4 separate regions of the Mus musculus genome follow, and all the other regions are linked to region 1. Evidence: chromatin contacts called from public Hi-C data. All regions are on one chromosome and are shown on one strand. The core of a region is the stretch at or near the end of the contact, and the rest is flanking DNA. Distances in the headings are between cores, read along the strand shown.

Region 1 (3,110 bases), core at 258-2,757:
TCTGGAACTAGGAAATGAGAGAGAGCAGCCGCCTAGTACTAGCAAGGCAAGGACTTAGACAAGACCTCAGCTTCCTTCCGTTCTTGGCTCCTGGAGAAAGCTAGCATGGCTAACTCGAAGGGTATCATGCCCTATCCAATCTAATTAGTTTCTTCCTCTCAGGGACTCATGTGACTATTAGTGGAATGGGAGGTGGGGCCATGGGATTAGGAGGGCCATCAATTAGGAGAGCCATCAATTAGGAGGCTACAATAGTCACACCACCACAGCATCAGATTTGAGAGAGAGCATGCCTCCTCAGTGCCTCTTTGAGCTTCAGGCCAAGCAGCTTCTGCTAGTTGACTGGCATACAATCTTCCGGCATTTTACAAACATGCTTAGCCATGTTTTCTAGATTCCCTAGGGTCTAAAAGCCCAGGAAGAGAATGTAATCTCTATTTTCTTCAAAGATACACACACACACACACACACACACACACACACACACACACAAGTAATTGCAAGTTTGAAGAGAAATACAAGGTTCCCCAAGAGAAATGTTCTGTAAATAAAGGTAGGTACTTGGCCTGGGGTGTGGTACATGCCTTTAATCCTAGCACTTAGGAGAAGGCAGAAAAATCAGAAATGCAAGGATAGCCTTGGATACACAGTGAGTTCAAGCCAACCTGGGCTATATGAGGCCTTATCTCAAAACAAATGAAAAGGAAAAAGTTCTGGCCCCCCCACACCCAGAGAACCTGAACCTCACAGATCAAGGGAGAGTTAGGCAGAGAGCAAAACTGCTTTTCCACTTCTTATCTGGATCACAGCAGTCCCTAACTCTAAAAATTCCATTGTGCTCTGGAACTGTTCAGGAGACTGTTGTTCAAAAATCAGAAACCCCACAACTGGAGTTATCCGCTTTAAGCTGACAGTGCCTTCTCTAAAATACCCAGGAGACCCAGTCCTGGAAGTTAAGAGACAGACCGAAGTCACTGTGGGGTAGCAAAGGGCCGCTTATGCAAAGACAAGGACTTGAAAGATGCGACCTCACGGCCACGTGGTGGCGGACTTCGCCATTTTTGCTTACCAGCGTGTTTTAGATTTTATTCAAAGTGCGGGGCTTTGATGTATTTGTCTGGGGGTGGGCTCACCCCCTTGCATTTTTCGTAGGTTTTACTAGTGACTCGAGGATAGTGAAGAGAAACAAGAAAGAAACTTAGACACAAGAAAGTCAGGAAGACAAAAGAAAGGCACGGAGCCCACAAGAGCCTGGGAAACCGATGAGAGACTTAGGAGGAGGGGGCGGGGGATTTGAGTCTACAGACTCCGGAAAACCTATTAAGGCGTCCTGGGAGAAGGTCGCTGGGTCCTTCAGGGTGGGAATCAGGCTGTCCGGGTTGAAGCCTCTCGGGATTAAGAGCTGAAGAGAAACCACAAAGGTTCATTGTTTTATTTGTGCCTTGACTTGGCTCCTGACCATCGGATCGCTGGAGTTCTGATAAACGTCCTGAGCTCCCCCTACTGGCTGCCCTGAAGAACGTTACCATCTGGATCCCAAGAGAAATAGGATTACGTAACCCCAGCTTTGACCACTTAAGACTTTTATTTTCTTTCCCAAGGTCTTGGCTTTTCCAAATCCTGCTGCCTAATGCCAGAGCTTAAATGCCCTGACTGATTGCCAAGGTCCCAAGGCCCAGAGGAGGCAGTTATGAAGGGGCCATGCTAATGGGAGGGCATGCAGGAGGGTAGCCGAACAGACTTTTTTTTTTTTTTTTTAATATGTGTCACGCAAATAAAAGTGCTGCAAAAATTCCTAAAAAGGGGGACTTTTTCTGAACTTTCATCTTCTTGCCTCAAATGTGACGCTGGCATTAAACAAGGCCTCTTTGCTTAGGGGGCGGGCCTGCCGGGTCTAGATAGGAAGCCATCCAAAATAAGCCATCCAACTCCATAGCAGCGAAGACGCACCCGGCTCTCCTTTCCTTCCCTCTCCCCTCGGTCTTAAGCTCTGCAAAAGACAGGAAGAACTGAGAACAGCAAGAGCAGAATGTTCTCTGAAAGACAGAAGAAAAAATCTCTCTCTCTCTCTCTCTCTCTCTCTCTCTCTCTCTCTCTCTCTCTCTCCCTCTCCCTCTCCCCCCTCTCTCTCTCTCTGTGTGTGTGTGTGTGTGTCTGTCTGTCTCTCCTCCCTCCTTTCCTCCCTTCCTTCTTCCCTCTCCTCATTATCTCTTCCTTTCTCTCCCCTCCCCCTCTTTGTCTCTGTCTCCCCCTCCTTCCCGGCCTCTCCCCCTCTTCTCTCGTCTCCTCTCCTTAAGGTTGATATTAAACAAGGTAGAAGCCCTGTCCTTCCTAAAGGACACAAAGGCTAGCCTTCTGTATGAGAAATGCCAAGTCCAGAGGCAGCGGTTGAGGGAGAGACAAAGAAGGACCTCCAGCGTTGAAGCAACAGGAACAGAATATAGGAGCTAGCAGCTGTTGACTGGAGCAGCCACACCCGTGGGGAGTGGTCCTGGGTTAGCAAGGGAGACCCCTGGGCAATAGGCAGAGGGTATGAGCATCACGTGAAGGAGGGGCAGATTTTCAGATGTGTGACTAGGATGCTTGTTCCCCCCGAATGGACCGTCTTATGCCCCCTCCCCTTCTCTTCAAAACCTCCTCTTCACAAATTAGCAATTTACCGGGAGAGGCACAGTGGCAGAGGCCAGCCTGGTCTGCAAAGTGAGAACCAGTCTCAAAACAAAACAAGCAACTTTCCTTTCATAAAAGAGCTATGCCTCTTTCAGGGTCCCTAAATGTCCCTAAAACATTGTTCAGGGTGGTAGCATGAGGTTATTTTCAAAGGCTCTGGGCAAACATCCAAAGGATTCCTTTTCTTTTGTTAACCTGAAGGCAAACCACCATTGGTTCACAGCCTTGCAGGGAGCAGTGCAGCTCTCCGGAAATGGCCACTTGCTCTTTCGTTCCCTCAGGACGAGGTAGCCGCCTTTCCTTTGTCCTTCTGCCAACCTCCACGTTTTCCTCTCACCATCCAGCTGGTTGACACTGGCTCCTCTTCTTTCCAGGGCTGACTTTGTGCTCTGGGTCTGCTTGCAGGGTGTTGATGTAGGAGGAGAAAAAAAAGAAAAGTG
Region 2 (3,110 bases), core at 241-2,740, 240 kb after region 1:
AATGGAACACACACCTGAAGTTAAAGATAATGCCCTACTGTTGAAGACATCACATACTTAAGTCATAGAACACAGAGGAATCTTGGTGTTTACCTGTAAGGTTCATGCCTACTGGCTCCCTTTCATAGGGCTAGAAAGTTCTATGCACACTACTGGAAGAGAAAATTATATCAGTCTTATCCAGATCCAGCTGTGAACCTTTTGAACCAGTAATGATCAGCCTGGCAAGACATGCCCACTGGGGCAAGAGTGGCATAAATGGTACAGGAATAGCCGACTGCTTTCTGACTTGAATTAAGGCCTGTTCCACAATTCCATAGCTGGCATTGTTATCAGGGTCAAGAACGGGTACCTGGAAAGGTCATAGGCCCTAGGGGAGATTCTGCTACTATTACTTTGCTAAATGGGCACAGTATTCAACAGACTTCTGGGGACTTATCATCATACCCATAATATAATATAATTAGCACATCTTTCAGTCTGTGTCAGAAAATCTTTTGGAGTAGGTAGTGACTCACACAGAGACCAAGAAATTAAAGTGCAGAGAATAGAAGATTAGAATTATAAGTCCAAAATGGGACATCTATGTTCTTCTTCCTCCTAAGGTTTAGGAATCATTGCAGAAGAAGAGGCAGAGAGATTATAAGAGCCAGAGGCTGTGGATGACTTTAAGGAAACAGTTTCTTCTGGACATTGCAGGGCTGTTGTGCATATGAACTCACAGCAGTTGTGACAGCACACGCAAGGTTGTCACAAGTTCAAGCCAAAAAGAACCCCATCATGAAGGGGTGAGGTAGACAGGAAGTCTCGCCCCCAGTGGAGGTGTTATTGACAACTGAAAGTGTCTGGCTAATGGAGCGTTTTCTTTGCATATGTGCCTCTTGGTAGATCAATACTCTCCAATAGAAAGCCATACGACCAAGAGTATGTAGACAGAACGAATGTAGTTGATGGGTTAAAAAAAATAAAGAATATACGGTTGAGTGGGTAAGGAAGAAGGGATGGATCTAAGAGGAGTTGGGGAGAACATAAATCTGATCAAAACACAGTGTGCAAATTCTCAAAGTTACTTAAAAAAAGAAGAAGAAAAAAAAAAAAAAGCCAGAAAGGGCCTTAGAGGTCATCCGGCAGCTGTGTCTGCCAACAGACGGAGTGATTCATGATTTTCCTCAAGTTTGGCATCTGCCTGGGAATTTACATGATGTCACTTCAGTGCTGACAAATGAGCAGCTTGGCTAGAGCCAACACTTGTGTGGGCTGCTTCATCCACAGGCGTTAGCTGGTTAATTTGAGGAGAAATCGGCTCTGCCTGAGTCAGTAGACTGCGACACTGGCACGCTTACCTGCTCTGAGCCTCATCTCTCCTTCACTGCCTCTAAGACCTCTGAGTCACGAGATTCCTCCGTTCTCCATTCTGCTGCTGACCCGAGGGCAGGCCGATCAGCTCAGTCTTTTCGAGCCTGTCCAGTCACCATACCCACAGTCTCCTCCAATCAGGGAAAAGGCAGAACTGAAACCAAGTCTTGTGTTTCAGCGGTGCGCGGTGTATGTCTATCTCCTCTTAACCTGAAAGCCTTCTCTCTCTGTGCTCACATGTTCTCAGCTCCCTTCTTCCTCTCCCAAAACAGCTCACGGAGAGATGGGGCTGGAGAGCAGGCCAGACATAAAGAAGGAACTACAAAGACCCAGCTCTAAGGAAGAAGCTTAAATTTGGTGAAGGCTACATCTTAAAGCCAAAGGGACCCTGCTTTTGTTATGGTTTCATGGCTGTGAAGAGACTCCATGACCAAGGCAACTCTTATAAAGGCAAAATTTAGTTTTAGTTTGGAGCTGATTTATAGTTTCAGAGGTTTAGTCCATTATCATCATAGTGGGAAGCACAGCAGAGTGCAGGCAGACCTGGTGCTGGAGGAGACTTCTACATCTTGATCCATAGGCAGCAGGAGGAGGCTCTCATTCCACATTAGGTGGAACCTGAGCATAGGAGACTTCACAACCCACCCCCACAGTGACACACTTCCTCCAACAAGGCCACACCTTCTCCAATAAGTCCACACCTCCTAAATGTGCCACTCTCTGTGACCATGCATTCAAAACACATGGCTCTATGTGGACCATTCCTATTCAATGACCCCTTAGTTGTAGAAATGATGATCTAGTGGGACAGAATGCATAACTTTCCCTTAGACTCACTTGACTGAAACTTGTTTCTTAACCTGAGGCCATGAGCCAGAGAGGAAGGAACACCTCTCAATGTTCATCAGGGAGATGAACATTGAGAGAAATCAGGGACACTCCACAACAGAGATAAGCCAGAACAGGAAGAGATATATCTCTCAATGAAGGTCAATAGAACTGTTAAGTAGTCCTGAGTCTAATCTAGAGAAGTCTGGGAGTTATAGTTAAATTCTGCATTGAGGCTAGAAACGAAACAAGCCCTGAGCCAGTGGTTTTCAACACAGCCTTCACACTGGAATCATCTGGGAGCTTGAAAAAGAAAATCTCCTTAGGCCCTATTCTTAGAAATTCTGGTTTAATTGGTCTGGGATATATTGGTTTCATTGAAGTCAGCCTGGGAAAATCTAATCTAATAGTCAAGACTGAGAGCTACTTTGAAATGAAATGATAATATGTAACAGGGAACCTTTCCAGCACACAAGTTTATTTTCCAGTTCTCTGAAGAGAGATGGCATAAAAGTACCTTGGGATCATTTTAGGGCTTTTCTTCAGATAGAAGTTACTTCAGAATTGGAAGGGGCTTTCTTTCAGATAGGCAAGCAGGTATAGGAGCCCCCCCTGGAGTCTGAACTTCACCAGTTGCTGTCTGGAGAAGAGGCTATATGCTGTCAGAAGAAAAAGGCACTCAACTCAAGGTTTAGATCCTAACAGAGAGAAGAGAGCATGGGACTCAGGGTCCCCTGGAGCCCTGGCAGGTGTCTCCCTGTGCGCTCCCTTTGTTTCTGCAGCTCTGTGACTGAAGCTCCAACACCAGCCCTCCTCCTCCTCGACGCTCTCGCTGACCACCCCGAATAAAATTAATCTATCTCGAGTTCCTTGAGTACTGCATTCATCTTCCTATTTCCTGCTCGTGTCACACTGCATTACGGTTA
Region 3 (3,110 bases), core at 245-2,744, 230 kb after region 1:
GGAAACTCTCTGGTCCATCAGCACTTTAAGCTCTTCATCCCCTCCCTCTCCAGGGCTGTGGGCCAAACCCAAGTCCTTGAATGCTTGCAAGCTCTCTGTCACTGAACTATATCCCCAGTCTATATTCTTGTGGGTTTTTTGTTTGTTTGTTTGGTTTCTGAGACAAGGTATTTCTATGTGGCTCAGACTGCCCTTGAGTTTGTGTATTGTGCAGGCTAGCTTTGAACTCAGGATTCTTTTGCCTCAGCCTTTCAGGTGCTGGGTTATAGTAGGTTATACATCCCATGACTGGCTTCCCAGGTCTTCTCCTCCTCCTCCTCCTCCTCCCCCTCCCCCTCCTCCCCCTCCTCCTCCCCCTCCCCTTCCTCCCCTCCCCCTCCTCCTCCTCCCCCTCCACCTCCCCCTCCTCTTCCTCCTCCTCCTCCTCCTCCTTCTCCCCCTCCCCGCTCCCTTCCTCCTCCCCCCTTCTGCTGTTTGTTTTTTGAGACAGGGTTTCTCAGCATAGCCTTGGCTGTCTTAGAACCCAGTTTGTAGACCAGAGTGGCCTTGACCTCAGAGATCTGCCTACCTCTGCCCCACAAGTACTGGGATTAAAGGCAAATGCCACCACTGCCAGACTCCCAGCTCCTATTCTTAAAAATACAATATGCTGATTTTTTTTTGTTCTATAGAAGTCCCTGTGTTAAGTACAGTAAATTCATTATCATATCTAATTCTCTTAACATTCCAGCTTAAATTTTGGTTAATACACCCTATGTTCTTCTCTGTTCCAATGGCTTTGAGTAACCACCATACTTAATTTTTAAATGCCATTATCCCCAGATCACCAGCACCAATCACCAAAAGCTCAGTTGTTGTCTTTCAACAGATGGCCATCATTATCCTCTAACTCAACGTCTCAGAAACTTTTCCCAATCTCCCCGCCCACTATATATTACATCATTATCTTTACTTACTCTTAAGAGTATGTATGTGTACATGTGTGCATGCATGTGTGTGTGTGTGTGTGTGTGTGTGTGTGCACGCGCATGTTTTTTTCTCCTCTGTGTATTTTCTGTCATTATTTCTTGAGTACATGTCACATACTCAGTACTAATGACTACAACAGACTTCTTGAAGACAGAGTGTTTTGTCTGACTCGAGGAACTTCACTCTTACATGCGCTCTGCTACTATCCTTGGCGATCTGTCATGTATGTCTCCCCTGTGTTGTTCTGGGGACCAGCTGCCCACTGAGTTGAGTTTACATCATTATTCTCACTCTGTTTATTTAAGTCTATCCATGCCACCTTCACTATCTTTTGTTATTTTAATATATATTCTTTGTCCTAGAAAGCTGGGGTAGTGTGTCACTTTTATCTCTAAGTCTTTTTATAAAGGCCCCTTCACCTAGACTCTTTCCCCTCCCATTTTTTTTTCACATAAAAATATCTAAGGCTTGAGTCTGAATGTATTGGTTTATGCCTGTAGACCTGGCATCCGTGAAGCTGAACAGTTGGGATCATGAATTGGAGGCCAGCCTGGACTATGGAGTAAGACCCTACCCCCTCTCTAATAAAAATAGAAAGAAAAGCCTGAGGCTTAAAAAAGATACATTGATGATTTGAGGTTGTACATGTCAAGCAATTGCGCTGCATTTAAAACCATTCTTCTGATCCCCAAGAATGTGTTCTTTTTCTTTAGCTGTGTTGGCTTGCTTCAGAGTCATATTAATATAAGATGAATTTCACAGATGGAGACTCAAATTGCATTTGTGTCGCACCTGCCTGGTAATCAAACCTACCAGTTCAGGCCAGCATTAGCCTTTGAAGACTGTCTCCCTTGTGTTGGATCTCAGCCATTGCAAATTAAGACATTAAAACCTCCAGCCAAATTAATCTGCAAAAGATGGCTCAGTTTTAATATTTTTTCAATCTCTAGTCCTGTGGGGGGGGGATCCTTAAAAATCAAATGAAATGAATTATTTCAAAGCTACTGAAATCCTCCATTGAACTTCAAATTCAATCATGAGGGCATTGCTGTCCTAGGTTTGTACTTTAAGCTTCACCCAAAGTTCCAGTGTGACTTTTTTTTTTTATGATTCTATAAAAGGAACTGATAGCATATGTTCAAGCTGAGCTAGTGACTAGGATGCCAGTAATATGTTTTTGTAAACTCTTGTCTATGGACTTCCGATGCAAATAGGACTTCTCTGGGTCTTGCTTTTAAAATGAGGACATGACCTTTAGTTCAAAAAGATATCAAAGACCATCAAACTCTTAGCCAAAGTCTTTTAAAAGGTCCTTAAAGCATGAAGATGTGGGTTTGTAACCCAGCAGTTTGCTAAGTGAAAATCAAATCTCTCCAACTTCTTATTCTCCTGGACTAAAGATGTCTAACATTTCAAGGGTATCAATGGATTAATGATGTTAATGAGCATTATTTAAAAAAGAGATATTTTATTTGCACAAAAGCCACAGAGAGAAGGGTCCCATTGTACCCAAGTTTTATTACCAGTGTGTGTGTGTGTGTGGGCTTCTTGTCACTCACTTAGTCAGTCTTATCACTACCACATTGGTTTCTGTCAGGAAAAACAAACAAACAAACAAACAAACAAACAAGCAAACAAACAAATCTCAGATTCTCAGAACCCAAAGCATTATATTTTATTCAAGTTACGCTCATGGTCTTGACACGTCTTTAAGGAGAATTTGGAACTCAGTGTTGTTAAAATCTGCCTCTAGAATCTTCTCTTTCCTGAGAGGAGAAGTCACCACTTTGGCTCTTGAGATTCACTGCTGACAGCAGCAGGTGAAGTGTCAACCTCACCCCAAATCTCCACGCCATAGTAGAAAAGTATCATATGGCGAATACAACCTCTGCAGTGGAAGCAAGTGCGCACCTTGTCCCACAAGCAGATGCCTCTGGCCACTCAGCTTTTTACTGCTTCAGCACCTACTGTGTGCAAAGCCTTTTTTTATAAGTAGCCAAGGGGAGGTTCAAAGATGAACAAGGCATTTATAATCCAATACCAATTTGTTGTACTACCAAAGGCATACTTCATATTTCACATTTTCTAACATAATTACTTTGTCTTTCCTTTTATACTTGAGATTCTGTAAGGCATGATGG
Region 4 (3,110 bases), core at 332-2,831, 180 kb after region 1:
GGGTTTTGACTGTTGCCTCTGTATTTCAGTAACACGTGTAACAAACCTCAGGAGAGCTTGCTCTTATTTTATCAGACAGGTATGCTTGTCTCAAGCTGCTCAGTAACTTGTTATGGGAAGCCTAGTTAGTGACAGGAAAACCAAAAATGGAAGCAGTGCCAATAGTTAGCCTTGGAAGCTCTAGCAGGGGCAGATCTATTCCCAAAGGTGGTAACTGCATGCAGTGACAGTGTAAAGAGGGGTCCCAGGGTACCACTGCCCACTGTGTACAGCAGGGGACAGGCAGGGAGCAGTTTCCCTAATTTTGTTGGCTCTCTTGTTTGAGCTGCCCACATAGCCCAGATTTGCCACTGTTCTTATGATTTTAATGGACCTCAACCTAGAAGACGACTTCTAGTAGCATTTCTTTGGGAAACTACTGCTCCTTTGTAGGGAGAGAAGCAAGGGTCTACACCACCCGAATGGATTCTCCCTAGTACCTTTAATAGCAGTCTTGGGGCGGGGGTGGGGGGGGTGGGGGTAGGCATCAATAGTTTATCTCCTTTTCTGTAAGAATCTCCCAGCTGTTCTCTGGGATTTTGCCATGAAATTTGACTAAAATTTCAGCTTCCCCTTTTCTTTTCTTTTCTTTTCTTTTCTTTTCTTTTCTTTTCTTTTCTTTTCTTTTCTTTTCTTTTCTTTTCTTTTCTTTTCTTTTCTTTTCTTTTCCATGTCATCCCTTTTTCCACCCCCAAAGGCCTTGGAAAGTTTTCGTGTTCTAATATCTTCCTGTTCCTTTCAAATAGCTGTCTTTCCAAATAGTTGTAGCTTCTACAGGCAAAGGCAGGGCCTGTCAAGATGGCTCCCTAACCAAGGCGCCATCTCCCTGTCTCTAGGAGCCAGCATGGGAGGTTAACCATGGCTTCTTTTTTCCTTCAGGCAGTCATTGGTTTGTCTCACTAGAATATATCCCTGGATATGAATCACTTTCACTTATACCATTTCTCCAAAACCCCAGGCAGCAAGCTACTGTAGCTCTGGGGCTGCCCAGCTGTGTCTGCGAGTCTGTGTTGCCCTTGAAGTCAGTGCTTTTTGTTTATTTTGAAGCCTCTTCTTCCCCACCCTCCATCCCCTCCCACAAAACACCTTAAGGGATATTACATTTAAATGACCTTTAAAAATCCATTGAGCACATCCCAGGAGAAGTCAGGGGACCAGGTACTAGTCCCACACTAGCTGATCAGACAGACACTATTACCTCTGATGCTCTTATCTAGTGTAACATTTCCTGGCCGCTTTCTCAACATCTAGGTATGGAATGTTTGTGCTAGGGTCCCCAGGTTTATTTTAGCCAATATTTTATGGAGGCAAGTGGTCACATTTTTAAAATAAAGCCAAGCACCACCAACAAAAAATGCTTTGTGACTTGCTAAAGGAAGTCAAAACCAGGCATGGGGCGTTTTAATTGAGAGACTAAGGTAGAAGGCAGATTTGGAATTGGCAGTGTCACAGGTCACAAAAAGAATGGCAGCGAATTGGGCTTTTGTTTCCCCATCTCACTGTGGTATTTAGCTCTAGTCATCTACATGACTAAGGGAGGAATAATTGAGTATTTTATAATTGTAGGTATTCTAAGAGGCTGGGTACCAGCGGGTGATGAGAACAGCAAAGGCGAGTTCACTTCGTTCTGTTGGCCCCATGCCTAGATTTCTAGCCAGGACCACAGGAAAAATGATTAGATGTGGAGCTTTTTTTTCTTCTTCTTCTTCTTTTTTTCATTTTTATTCCCAAGTTGTAAAAAAGGAGGTATAAAATAACAGTTTCTTATTCTCAACTACCAAAAGTCCTATGAGGCCTGGGAGTGGCACTCCGTGCTCAGAAGAGCTCCGTGGTACAAGGCCTTGGGCTGGGTCCCCCTCACTGGGAATAAAGAGAAAGCCTTCAGATTCTTGAGGTCGGCATGGCTCTCTTTGTATTTATTTTGTGCTCTGTCTTCATCAAAGCTGTGTTGCCTTTAATAGCTCAGTTGCTGTCACTTTTTTAATAGCTTGAAATTCCCTCCCAGAAAATGAAGACTTTAGAAAGAAGCCGGAACTGTGGTAATTGTGTGTGTGTGTGTGTGTGTGTGTGTGTGTGTGTGTGTGTGTGTGTTTTAAACCCTGCCATAAGAGAAAATAAACTGAACAGGATTAATGCAGACACTCTTAAGACCTGACAAGCCAAAGTGGGTTGAGAAAGGGGAAGATAATGAAATCTTCCTTTGGAGAGCTAAAGGGATGAAGTGCTTCCTGCGCACCTTTAAGTGCAGGAGCAGATAAACCGGCCTCTTCAGAATGCGCTTTATGTCCTGAGAACCAGACGCAGCCTTTCCAATTCCCTTAGAAAGCTGCCAGGCCTAGTGCATGCCCCAGTTTCAGCAGTCAGCCCACGGTTCCCATCATACGAAAGTACATTATCGCCTACCCGATGTAAATAAGTCTGTGAGATTAAGCTAGGAAGAGGACAAGCACCAGGTTCCTGAATCATGTGAAGACATACAAGATGGTTGTCTCGTCTCATTGTTACATAAATGTATCTGATGCTTTAAAAATCACCCAACTAGGAACATATATATATATATATAGTAAAATCTGAGAACTCCTCAGACCACCCTCATTTCACTATTCTGAGAGAACCATTGTTGAGAGTGTGCTTATCAGTCCATCCATCTTCTATGTAAATGGGATTATACACACTGTCATTCAGTTTTGTAAACATTAGAGCTGTATAGGATTTTAAAATATTGTATGATGGTTTATGCGACCTCCTGTATTAATGACTGGGCCTACCCTTACACTTTCTTCTTCTTCTTTTTTTTTTTTTTTTTTTTTTTAGTTATTTATATAACATAGAATCATAAGAGAAATAGGCAAAAAGTGTGTTCGTCTGTCTTATGTTACTGTAAGGAATAGCTGAAGCTGGTTCCTCTCTAAGGAACAGAGATTGTGTTTAATGAGGTTTCTGAGACTGAAAGTCCTAAGATCAGACATCTGTCTGTTTGGCTGCAGCTGAGGGCCCACTCGGCTGTAACAAAAGGGTGGAGAAGGAAATGGCCGTTTACAGAAGAGGCCAGGTCCATGGGATGGACTTGC

The links. A called contact is a pair of places that touch in the nucleus more often than the background predicts.
Region 2: a contact with region 1 is called in a Hi-C map of cerebellar granule neurons, with 5 times the contacts expected there. The contact joins two enhancer-like sites. A contact is called at or near these places in 2 of 15 datasets of contacts at CTCF or cohesin (embryonic stem cells and pro-B cells), 36 of 484 Hi-C or Micro-C datasets (the G1E-ER4 cell line, the HL-1 cell line, the N1E-115 cell line and 14 more), 8 of 115 datasets of contacts at active chromatin or transcription factors (embryonic stem cells and stem cell-derived neural progenitor cells) and 1 of 9 other capture datasets (embryonic stem cells).
Region 3: a contact with region 1 is called in a Hi-C map of cerebellar granule neurons, with 2.9 times the contacts expected there. The contact joins two enhancer-like sites. A contact is called at or near these places in 2 of 484 Hi-C or Micro-C datasets (the N1E-115 cell line and cerebellar granule neurons) and 2 of 115 datasets of contacts at active chromatin or transcription factors (both in stem cell-derived neural progenitor cells).
Region 4: a Hi-C map of cerebral cortex shows a contact between it and region 1, with 4 times the contacts expected there. The contact joins two enhancer-like sites. A contact is called at or near these places in 5 of 484 Hi-C or Micro-C datasets (the N1E-115 cell line, brain, cerebral cortex and 2 more), 3 of 115 datasets of contacts at active chromatin or transcription factors (embryonic stem cells, extraembryonic endoderm stem cells and neural progenitor cells) and 1 of 9 other capture datasets (embryonic stem cells).

Annotation. Positions count from the first base shown.
Region 1 is chr16:37,683,263-37,686,372 of GRCm38.p6, reverse strand. It overlaps Gm35833 (a long non-coding RNA gene), which reads right to left. Exons shown (of 3, transcript XR_876061.1): 2 at 2,866-3,065; 3 at 1,075-1,990. Among named protein-coding and RNA genes, the nearest start is that of Gm35833, 4.1 kb to the right of the region's middle. Within about 2 kb of position 1,507, at least 216 of the 459 cell types and tissues checked have an H3K27ac peak or open chromatin away from gene starts, as enhancers often do. A contact at or near this core is called in the N1E-115 cell line, Sertoli cells, brain and 5 more, where this site is marked.
Region 2 is chr16:37,439,106-37,442,215 of GRCm38.p6, reverse strand. No RefSeq gene overlaps it. Among named protein-coding and RNA genes, the nearest start is that of Stxbp5l, 56 kb to the right of the region's middle. Within about 2 kb of position 1,490, at least 66 of the 459 cell types and tissues checked have an H3K27ac peak or open chromatin away from gene starts, as enhancers often do. A contact at or near this core is called in the N1E-115 cell line, Sertoli cells, cerebellar granule neurons and 3 more, where this site is marked.
Region 3 is chr16:37,457,780-37,460,889 of GRCm38.p6, reverse strand. No RefSeq gene overlaps it. Among named protein-coding and RNA genes, the nearest start is that of Stxbp5l, 74 kb to the right of the region's middle. Within about 2 kb of position 1,494, at least 3 of the 459 cell types and tissues checked have an H3K27ac peak or open chromatin away from gene starts, as enhancers often do. A contact at or near this core is called in cerebellar granule neurons, where this site is marked.
Region 4 is chr16:37,506,237-37,509,346 of GRCm38.p6, reverse strand. No RefSeq gene overlaps it. Among named protein-coding and RNA genes, the nearest start is that of Gtf2e1, 32 kb to the left of the region's middle. Within about 2 kb of position 1,581, at least 11 of the 459 cell types and tissues checked have an H3K27ac peak or open chromatin away from gene starts, as enhancers often do. A contact at or near this core is called in brain, cerebral cortex and cortical neurons, where this site is marked.